Regions from separate parts of the Neogale vison genome. Here region 1 is linked to region 2. The links are chromatin contacts, called in public Hi-C maps. All regions are on one chromosome and are shown on one strand. The core of a region is the stretch at or near the end of the contact, and the rest is flanking DNA. Distances in the headings are between cores, read along the strand shown. Region 1 holds the start of MAPKAPK3 (MAP kinase-activated protein kinase 3). Region 2 holds the start of RBM15B (putative RNA-binding protein 15B).

Evidence for each region. A called contact is a pair of places that touch in the nucleus more often than the background predicts.
Region 1: a contact with region 2 is called in a Hi-C map of muscle, with 6 times the contacts expected there. The contact joins the promoter of MAPKAPK3 here to the promoter of RBM15B in region 2. A contact is called at or near these places in 2 of 3 Hi-C or Micro-C datasets (fibroblasts and muscle).

Annotation. Positions count from the first base shown.
Region 1 is chr6:204,617,246-204,622,272 of ASM_NN_V1, forward strand. It overlaps MAPKAPK3 (MAP kinase-activated protein kinase 3), which reads right to left and starts at 3,175. Exons shown (of 11, transcript XM_044253495.1): 1 at 3,093-3,175; 2 at 2,550-2,826. The coding sequence starts at 2,774.
Region 2 is chr6:203,973,008-203,978,056 of ASM_NN_V1, forward strand. It overlaps RBM15B (putative RNA-binding protein 15B), which reads right to left and starts at 3,342. Exons shown (of 1, transcript XM_044253487.1): 1 at 241-3,342. The coding sequence starts at 3,290. The coding sequence ends at 606.

The sequences.
Region 1 (5,027 bases), core at 1,925-4,424, 640 kb after region 2:
GTGGGAGCAAGGCCAAGATGGACCACGACAGTGGAAGGGGCTGAGGGAAAGAGGCCCAGCACCCCGGGAAGGAGCCTTCCCTCCAGGGCCCCTGGAGGACAGTAAGAGCTACGGGGACACTGACCACAACTTTTCCTGTTTTAGGCGTGCCTGCTACATTCCAGACTTTGGGCTAAGCACTCTGCCATCTTGAGCAACAGGGCCAAGAGGACAGGCACTTGTCCTGTCCTGTACCACCTAGACCTGTATCACCAAGAAGGGCAGAGATGGCAGGGGGCAGAAGCTAAGCAGAAAAATGCCACACTCCTCCTCCTCAAGGCTGAAGCCATCACTCACAGGACAGGTATGATGTTTCAGAAGTGGCGTTAGTGCCATCTTGAAAGATGGTAAAGACCTGCCAGTTGGCAGAAACTTCCAAACTCACTCACTAGAGGGGGACTGGGGGCAAGTCAAGGAAGATGTTAGAGTGGGAGCCACATCTAATCCATGTCCTCCTAGAGGCCAGCTCCTGAAGGTCCCAAGGCAGTAGCCCAAGCCACATTCACCCATCAAGCCTAAAGGGGTATAGCAGGGAGATTTGTTCTAGGCCTGCCCTATTCCCAGTCTAGAACAGAGAAAGCACTGAGGTCCTAGATTCAAGAGGAGGTGTTTTAGAAACCGATGCAGTCATGGGGCGCCTGGGTGGCTCAGTGGGTTAAGCCGCTGCCTTCGGCTCAGGTCATGATCTCAGGGTCCTGGGATCGAGTCCCGCATCGGGCTCTCTGCTCAGCAGGGAGCCTGCTTCTCTCTCTCTCTCTCTGCCTGCCTCTCCATCTACTTGTGATTTCTCTCTGTCAAATAAATAAATAAAATCTTTAAAAAAAAAAAAAAAAAGAAACCGATGCAGTCAGAAGTGTCCCCAAGTCACTTGTCAGACACAGCACCCACGGAGAAGGGCTTAGACCCAGCCCTGCTTAAAGCTGGTGCTGTCTGGGTCCCAGATCTCTGGCCTCTCACTCCATCTCTGCCTGGCTCACAGCATCTGGAACACCACAGGGGCTGGTCAGAGCTCAGGCCTGGCTCACAGGGCCAAAGCCTTGGTAGTAAGAAGAGGTTCTCTGGCTTCAGTCAGCCCGTTGTCTATCCACCCAGACTGTCCCTGACCCACAGAGGTGAGAGCGGGGAGATGAAGCTGAGTGAAAGGGTAGAGACTCACCCCCCGAGAAGAGCCAGTTTTCCCCTGGAGGACTCAGAGTTAGTAGGGTTAGTAGGTAAAGAAGTCGTATCTGAGACTCAGCCTCACCAGCCCAGCCCTGAGCCTCCTCCAGACCCATCCCATCAGCCCTAGTGCCCCTAGGAAAGACACAGGGAGTTGGACCCAGGTCCCTGCTCAGATGCTTGCAGACACTATGACCTAAATAAGTCCTGTAACCTCTCCAGGCCTGCACGAGGCCCAGTACCAGTTACTCTACAGGCATAGTCTCCTCCCAAGTTCACATCAACTCCTTATCTTTTCCCCTGAACAGAGCCAGAAACCTGATTTCCGGAGTCCAGGACCTAGTGCAAGGTTATGGAGCTGGCAAATGCAGGCCAGAGATTAGAGCCACATCCACAGAACCCTGCACTCTGGCTCATAATTGCTATGTCTGTAAAAGGAGAAGATCCTTTGCTATGTTCTAACGTCCAGGAGACACTTTCTTTGCCATGATCTACCCGTCCAGGTGGCCACCTGGCACAAATTACAGTTGAGTCAGGTTTCCAGTGACCACAGATTCAGAGCATTCTGGGTAGGGGGTAGGTCCTTGGCCCAGAACTAAATGACTTAAGCCAGAACTATGTGGCTACATCAGCCACCCCCAGAACTCCCTGGATTCCCCTTGTATCAGAGAGTTCTTGGCCTCCAGGGAGCCTATGGTGTGACACAGATAGATGTCTGGCCTGCCCTCAGCCCAGGAACCAGGGTGAGTCAGGCTCGGAGCAGGACCTACCCTTTTCAAAATAGGGCCGGTGACTCAGCTGGAGCCCATCAGCAACCTCTTGCTCACAGGTGTGATGGGCCCTATCCCTGCCCACCAGAGAGCCCTGGGAGGCTCCCACCCATCACTCCAGCGGGGGCAGTCAGGGGCCACAAGAGAAAACAGCGCCACCCCAAGCCTCAGTGGGAACTCAGCCTTAGGCAGAAGGAAACTCAGTTGCATTCCAGTCAGAAGAGCGTCTCATGAAAAAAAAGAAGAGCTTCTCATGGAAGGAACAACCAAGCTGAGTGAGGGCTTCCCGCCTTTGGCCAGAACACATAGGCCCAGCCATAACCCCAGAGTCAGGAACCACTCCTTCCCTGTTTCCGGGTCCAACAGACTCTACCCCTACTGACTCCACCCCTTGCTTTCTGAGACACCCCGAGTTTAGCTAGGCTAAGCCTTGTTTTCCCTGTCTGTAAAGCAAGGAGGACCAGGAGCCTGACTTCACAGGGGAGTGTGAGAATGAAAGGAAAGACTGATCATACGGTGCACCCACAAGCCTCTGCTGTTGGGCCTCCCAGGTCACCCACGGAGCAGTGAGGGGTCACTGACCTTCAGGGCACACTTCTGCCCAGTGCGCCTGTGGAAGCACTCCAGCACCTTGCCGTTCACACCCAGGCCCAGCACCTGCTTGGACAACTGGTAGTCATCGGTCACCGCATACTTCTTGGGCTCCCGCCGCCCCCCAACGGCAGGAGCGCTGGCCGAGCCAGGTCCGCAGGGTGCACCTTGCGGGGGCACAGGACCCCCCTGCTCCTCTGCTGTCTCGCCATCCATGGCCCCCGGGGGGCGCTCAGAGGCGACCCCAGCCTGGCGCGTCCAGGGCCACCTGGGGGAGAAGGGAAGAATGAGTTCCGCTCAGATTCCTCCAGTACACCCCAGCCGGAGTCCCCGATCCTGGCTGGGCTGCGGGCAGCAGACAGGGCCGGGAGTCGGAAGCGAACTGTCCGAGAGTACGGACTCGAGGCAGTGGGCAGTGGTCACGCAACCACTAGCGAGTCCCGCCCGACACCTGTCAAGAGGGGAAGGGTCTGGGCGCCAAGTGGCCGCAAGGGTCTGGGAGCGGAAGGTGGAGGGAGCCCTACGAGGGTGTACCTGGCGAGGCCGTCCCTGACAGCAGAGTACCTGGCTGCGCCGGCGAGGGACAAGGACCCCAGTCCCGGGAACCCGCGGCCGCGAGCTCCTAGAGCCGAGTCCCGCCGGGGACCGCCCACGTGACCGCTCCCCTGCCCCCCTCCCCACACCCCGTGCGTCCCGGACTTGGAGCGGGCTCGGTCAGCCTTAAAGGGCCAGGCCGGCCCTGGCAGAACCCGGCAGGGAGGGAGGCCCCAACGGGCCCCGCCCCTGAGCCCGGACAGAATAGGGGGCGTGGCTTCTCGAAGAGGGTGGAAACCTTGGTTCTCCCGACACCCGCGATGCCTGTGTGAGCCCGGAGTTTACCAGCGACCTAGGAAGTGACAGCGCAGGAAGTCTTGTTTCTCTCGGAGCCTCAGGAAGCCACTTGAGTCCGGCGTCTTTTCTGTACTCTGTAGACGGCCCTCCAGCGAGGCTTGTAAGTCCTGCGTACTTAAAGTCTTAATTTTTGCCATCAGGACAAGTGAAATAACATTTCGTTGTGATTCGCACCCTTCCAGTCTCTGGGGACTCTGGGTGTCTCTCACTTTCTGTGCATCTCCTGCTCATATCCGTGGCTTATTTTTTTCCCTTGGGATACAGCGTCCATAGACCAGACATCCTAAACTCCCATTTTGTCAGACCCATTAACTTTTCACGTTATTGCTTGGACTTTTGGTGTCCTGTTTAAAAAGTGTCCTCCTCCCACTCACTATACTCTATATTAGCTATGTGGTGTTCCCTTCCACTTTTAGGTCTCTATTCTCAACCCATCTTAGACAATCTTGGGTATTTGGAGCAAGTTTTCCCATCACAGGCTGTTAAACAACTCTTATTCCACAGATGAGGAAACTGTTGCACAGAGTCGCAGGGGATGTTACTGTCTTCTGTGACAAATCTGCACCATTCCAGTATATCCGCCCACTCCCCTACCCTCAGGCTGAGGGACTGGAACTTGAAGGTTCACTTCGCAGTAGGAGGGAGAGGCTTGGGTTAGGGTCCCTGCGCGGGCCTCTGCTGTCATCTAGTGGCCACTTGTAGGACTGCAGGCACTGAGGCTTCAGGCCCACCGGGTTCAGTCTGAGCCCTTCTTCTGACTTTGGGATGGGACCCAAATTGAGCTCCCGCCCACCTCCCTGTACAGCAACACACACACACACGCACGCACGCACGCTTGCTCATGCACGCACGTGGATGCACGTGGATTCCTGGGCTGCAGATCCAAGGTTCTGCAGAGCATTAAATCCCGGAGAACTGGTACTTGCTGTGTGTAGGTCTTGAGTCAGAGGAAAGGGCCTGGGGCTCTGTCTGTCTCCTTGAGACAACCTTCAAGCTGTCAGGGTTTGGTGAAGCAGAGACCCTGATGATGGCCTTGACTGACTGAACCCCTCTTTTGGACAAGACACTGAGTGGGGGTACTATCCGGACACTCTGTGACCTCACTGGGACCAGAGGAGGCAGCGCTGTACCCACCCCACATAACCTACCAGACAGACATGCCCGGAGAGATTAAGCAACCTGTCTGAGGTCAGCAGCGCTCATGGCAGGGTCTTCATCCCTACCCCCAAAGAACAACTCCAGGGCCCAGCTCTCACCCTCAAATGATGCCCTCCTCTCCTGTGCCTCCCTGCCCCCTTCCCACATCCACTTGTACAAATACACTCTCACATGTATTCACAAATGCACACATATGCACAAGCACAGATTTGCACATGTGTAGGTGTACAACTACTGTGTACAACACGGGCATGCACAAGCACCCAGACATTTACGTCCGGCTGGACCCAGAACCTCAGTCACAGAACCCCATCTGAGAATCTGATCCAAGATCTCAGAGACGTGAAGGAAACCCTGTGATCTGGAAGCTTCCATAGCTTGGAGACTGAAGAAGGATCTTCCCTCTGGAGGTGACCTGGT
Region 2 (5,049 bases), core at 2,092-4,591:
CTCAGGCAGGCAGGGCAGGGTCCAGAGGCAAAGTGAACCTGCTCTCAGCCAAGGGTAAAAACAAATGTGAACGTAGTCCTGACTCGGCCCAAAGAGCTGAGGGACTGAGCCACCAACACAGCAGGACTCGGGGCTATACCTGGGCTGCAAAGCTGATGTAGGGCATTTGTGTACATGCAGTGGGGAAAAGTCTTCCATTCACGGAGGAAAAACTTGATTAAACCAGGACTCCGAACAGGATTAAAAATCCATCCTCTGACAAAGGCTTTACTGACAACTTTCCATACAGTTAGTCAAAAAATAAAAAAAATACAGAACACAGCAGACAGTATCTTGTACACTAGAAATCAACGTGACAGGAGTCCCTTTCTCATTGCTGTAAAAACAAAACAAAACAAAACAAAAACAACAAACAAAACCCCCCCGCCAAAAACTAAGAACTTACTTTTGGTGGGGGTCAGGACTCTGGTCCCCCATCCAATGAACCAAAATAACCCAGCAGAGAATTCAAACCAAGGGCATAGGATGTGGGGAGGGAGTGGTGATCAGATTTTTAAAATAACTGCTTTTTGTGACACAAATGCGGAGCTGCAAATAGGTCTGGGCTAGGCAGTGTCTCTCACTATAACTATCACCATGTGTTCTTCTTCTAGCTTGCCCAATGTCCTCAGTGCTGACTGGAGGTACTGCTGTGAAAAGTCGCAGGGTGGGAAGGCATAGAGCATGCCCGTGCTGTCTCTGCCCTTGGACCCCCCCACCGGCAGGCTGATCACCCCCGCCGCCTGCTTCTGTTTCAAGTAGGAGACCAGGTTCCTGAGAAGCCGCCTCTGTAGGCCTGGCTCCACCGCGGGCATCCCCTCCGTGCCAGGCCCGCTGGGGGTCGCCTGGGTGGCTAGGAGCACCGCATAGCCGTTGGGGCTCCCCTGCTTGATCCGACGCGTGACCTCATCGAGCTTGGGCTGGTCCAGTCGCAGACGCTGCGCGATCTTCAGCTGGGTCAGCTTGCTCCCGGAAGTGTGGTCTTTGAGGAGGCCAGTGATAACCCCCTGGTCCCCCTCTAGGATGTGCATAGATGTCGGGAAGCAGCTGTTTTTCAACACCAGGAGCCCATTCCAACCCAGCTGCAGGGTCTGGGCATACTCGGAAAGATTCTTGAGCTTTTTGGTCTCATGTTTTGGCTCTTCCAGAGGCTTGGCCTCAGCCTCAGCGGTCCGATGATTGCGCTCACTCTCTCGTGTCTTCTTCCCATGAGAAGAGTCTGGAGCCTCATGGTGGTGGTGGTGGCTCCGCTCCTCAGCCCCATGTCTGCTGTTGCTGAGGGAGTTGCTGCTGCACTCCTTGGTCCCGTCACTGGAGTGGTTCTCCTTACGGCTGCGCTCAGGAGTGCGGTCAGAGCCCCGGTCCACCTGCGGCCCACCACCCTTGGTCCTGCTCCGTTCCTCGTAAGGGGAGTGGGTTGTCCTCCCTCGGTCACTGGAAAGGCTCCTCCGCTTCCGCCTCTCCTCCCAGGGCTTGGGCAGGCCCCGGTCCCCATCTCCCCAGCGCTCCCCACTCCGGCTACGCACCGACCGGCTGTAGCCCTCCAGGCTGTTCCGGCGGTCAGAGCTTTTACTAGGGCTGGTCCAGTCCCCTTCCAAAAAGGTCCGGTCTCGGTCTGAGTACAGGAGGTGTGGGGGGGTCCTATCCCGCACCCGTAGGTCTGCATCCAGGTTTCGGTGCCGGGTATATCCGTCTGGCAGCAGCTCATAATGCACAGGGAGGGGTGAGGGCTGGTACTGCTGGGGATACCGAGTCTCCTCTGCTTTGGCAAAATCCACGCGCAGCCTCCGGTCTGGACCACCCAAGGGAAAGCCCCTCATTTTTGCACAGGCGGCCTGAGCTGCATCCAAGCTCTCGTACTGGATGTAAGCAAAGCTATCTCCCTTGACGTGATCAATGGTCCGAATGCTCCCAAAGCGGTCAAACTCCCGGGCCAGAGCGGCCAGTGAGGTGTTAGGTCCCAGGCCGCCTACCCAGAGGCGAGTGGTGGGGTTGGCCTTGCCATAGCCTATCTTAATGGGGTTTCGGCCAATCACCCGGCCCGACATGGCCACCTTAGCCCTGTGGGCCATGTCTAGGTTCTGGAACTTGAGGAAGGCATACGCACCACCTTGGCCACGGGCAGGTCTCTTAATGACCACTTCCTCAATGATGCCGTACTTCTCAAAGGCCCGCCGCAACTCCACCTCAGACACGCTGTGGTCCAGGTTCCCGATGAAGAGGTTGCGCGTGGCCCGCTGGTCATCTTCAGGCATCAGGTCCTCCTCGCACACAGCAGGGTAGCCGTAGGGGCGCCCGCGGTCGTCATACAGCCCGTAGTAGTCCAGGGCTCGCTCCCGGGATAGTCCCACTGCAGCGGCAGCGGCAGCATCCAGGGCAAAGGCTGCTGCAGCGTGGCGGGCGCGGGGCTCTCGCAGAGGCGGGGCGGCTACTGGGGACAGCGAGCGCTGCTTGTACTGGTAGCCGCCGTGCAGGGGTAGGTAGCCGAGCGGGTCGGCGGGCGTGGGCGGCCCCGGGGGCGGCGTGGAGGCGGCAGCGCTGCTGCTGCTGCTTCGCCGGCTGCTCCCGCCGCCGCCGCCGCCGCCGCCGCCACGCAGGTACACGGGCTCCACCTTGAGCGGCCGGTCGTAGAGCAGCAGCTGGCGGGCCAGGGCGTGCTGGCGGGCCTCGCGTGCGTCCTGCGGGTGCCGGAAGTTCACGTAGGCCACGCGGCCCAGCTCCGGTGTGTGCGACAGGCGCAGGCTGATCTCGCCAAAGCGTTTGAACTGGTGGAAGAGCCGGTCCTCAAGGTGCTCGGCGGGCAGCGCGGGGCTGAGGCTGCTGATGAGTAGCGTCTTGTACTCGGGCGCGGCTGCCGACGAGCCGGGACCCGCGGGCTCGGCCCCGGGAGGTGGCGGAGGTGGTGGCAGTGGAGACGCGCGGGGTGAAGCACCTGAAGCGCCTGGGTCCCCGGAGGCCTTGCCGCCGCGTCCTCCGCCGCCGGCGCCCGAGCCCGAGGAGCGGCCGCTGCTCGCACGGTGATTTGCGTCCCCGGCGCCGCGGCCGTCACGATGCCCACCCCCGCCGCCCCCGCTACCGCGGGGTTTGTCTCGGGCCCTCGTTGGAACGGGATGCTTGGCGCCGCCCGAGGCCTTGTGCGCCGCCCGCCGCCCGCCCGCCTCCGCCTCCCGTTCGCGCTCCCGCGGCCGCTTGGCCGACGATGACGAGCCGCGCCCGCTCGGGCTCGAGTCTCGCTCGCTCTGCCTCTTCATGGCGCCGGCGCGGCGGGCGGGCGGGCGGCCCGCAGGCCCCTCACAGCGGCGGCGGCGGCGGCCGAGGAGGTAGCGCCCCCGGCGCCGCCATCTTGGACAAAAGGACTCGGCGCGGCGGTGGCGGCGGGGCGGGGCGGGAGCGGCGCCCAGGGGCTGGGCGTCGTGTTATCAGGCTGCGCCGGACTGTCACGTGACCCCGCAGCGGGCGGAGCGGAGCTGCGCCGGGCTGGCGTCATCGGAATGCGCCGCCCCCGTGTCACGTGACCCCCGGGGCGTGCAAGCGAGAGCTGCCAGACAGCGAGCTCTGGCGCCACCGCGCGGCTAAGGGCCCGGGCTACGCGGAGATCCGGGACCTCGCGAGAACCCGGCTGGTTCGCCCTGTCTCCGACCCCAGCGGGCAGCAGGCCTTAGGCCTCCCGCTTCCGACTCGGGGGTCCACGCTGCGTGGAATGGGAGTGGCAGCGTCTTTGGGCGCCCGGCTCCTTCGTCTTGACCCAGCGCGGTCTCTTTACGTGGCATCTCCCCAACCCGGCATCTCCATAGCATCTCCCGACTGTGGCCGGGGATAGACAGGCGAGAGGACCTAAGCACGCCGCTTCCTAGGCCCCGTCCAGGACCCACATCCCACAAAGCAGACATCTTCCGCGTTTATTTATCACGCAGCAGCCCCCGGAAAGGCCGCAACGACCATGGGCTATGAGTGCAAAAGGCGAGGCCCGTCTGGGTTCAGACAGAGAAACCCGAGCCAACAAACCTGCCGTTTACCGAATGGGAATAGTCTCCTTGGTGCTACAGCGGTCCACCCTCTAATGCGGCCTCCCGAGCAGATAGTGGGCTGTAAGGGCAGCGCCAACGGAACCAAGGGCGAGGAGGCCAAATCCAATAGTTAACCACAGCTTGCACACTTACCTCTCACTGGCTAGTGCCTCTATCCACCTCCAGGGCCAGGACCTTTTCTCCAGAGGTGAGGTGTAGCGGTGGGGAGAAGCCTGCCCGGTTGCCCAAGCCCCGTTGGGAACGTGTCATCTCCAGAGAGCTGCTGGGCGCATCGCAGAACCTGACCAAACTTCTGCAAGGAAAGCTTAGGGGTGGGGAAGAAAACTCTCTCCTCCCACGGTCATAAATAAAGCTGCTCCTGGAGCAGCTGAGGCAGATGCAAGGGGAAAGCTCTTATAAGAAACACCTGTTGACAGTTGTCTGACCCGAACACTTCCCAGAATGAGTTAACCCTTTGTAGATTGCCTTGGGGGTCAGCCTAGAGCAGTACTGGTTGGGTGGTTTTCCCTGTGCCTGTGTTCAGTGTGGCCTGTAGGCCACGGCTGTCTGCCTCCTAAGACTTCTGTCTTGAAGTGTGGATTTTCCCAGTACCTGGCGGGGCCTCAGGGCACTGCACTTGTCAGATCTTAATAGCCCACCTAATTGCCTTGGCCTGAGAAGTAGTTCAACCTTCTTGCCTCCCTCCTAGAAACCTGGTGTTGAAGATATGAAATGTGGGACTGCTGCTGGCTCTCAGTGGATGCCACAGCAGGTGGTAAGAAGGCCTATGGAGGCAGACTGAATTTAGCAGCATAAACGATGTGATCTGAGATCTTCTTGGGAAGTACTGCTTTAGTTCTTCCCTTCAGGTGGTCTTGGCGGACCCAAGAAGCAGAGGGGTCTCCACCAAGTCAGAGCTCATGCTGATAACGGAGTTTTCTAAAGCCAGCCCTGAAGAGGAACTGAAAAACCAGACTCTGGGGACAAGACTTCATTGGTTGGA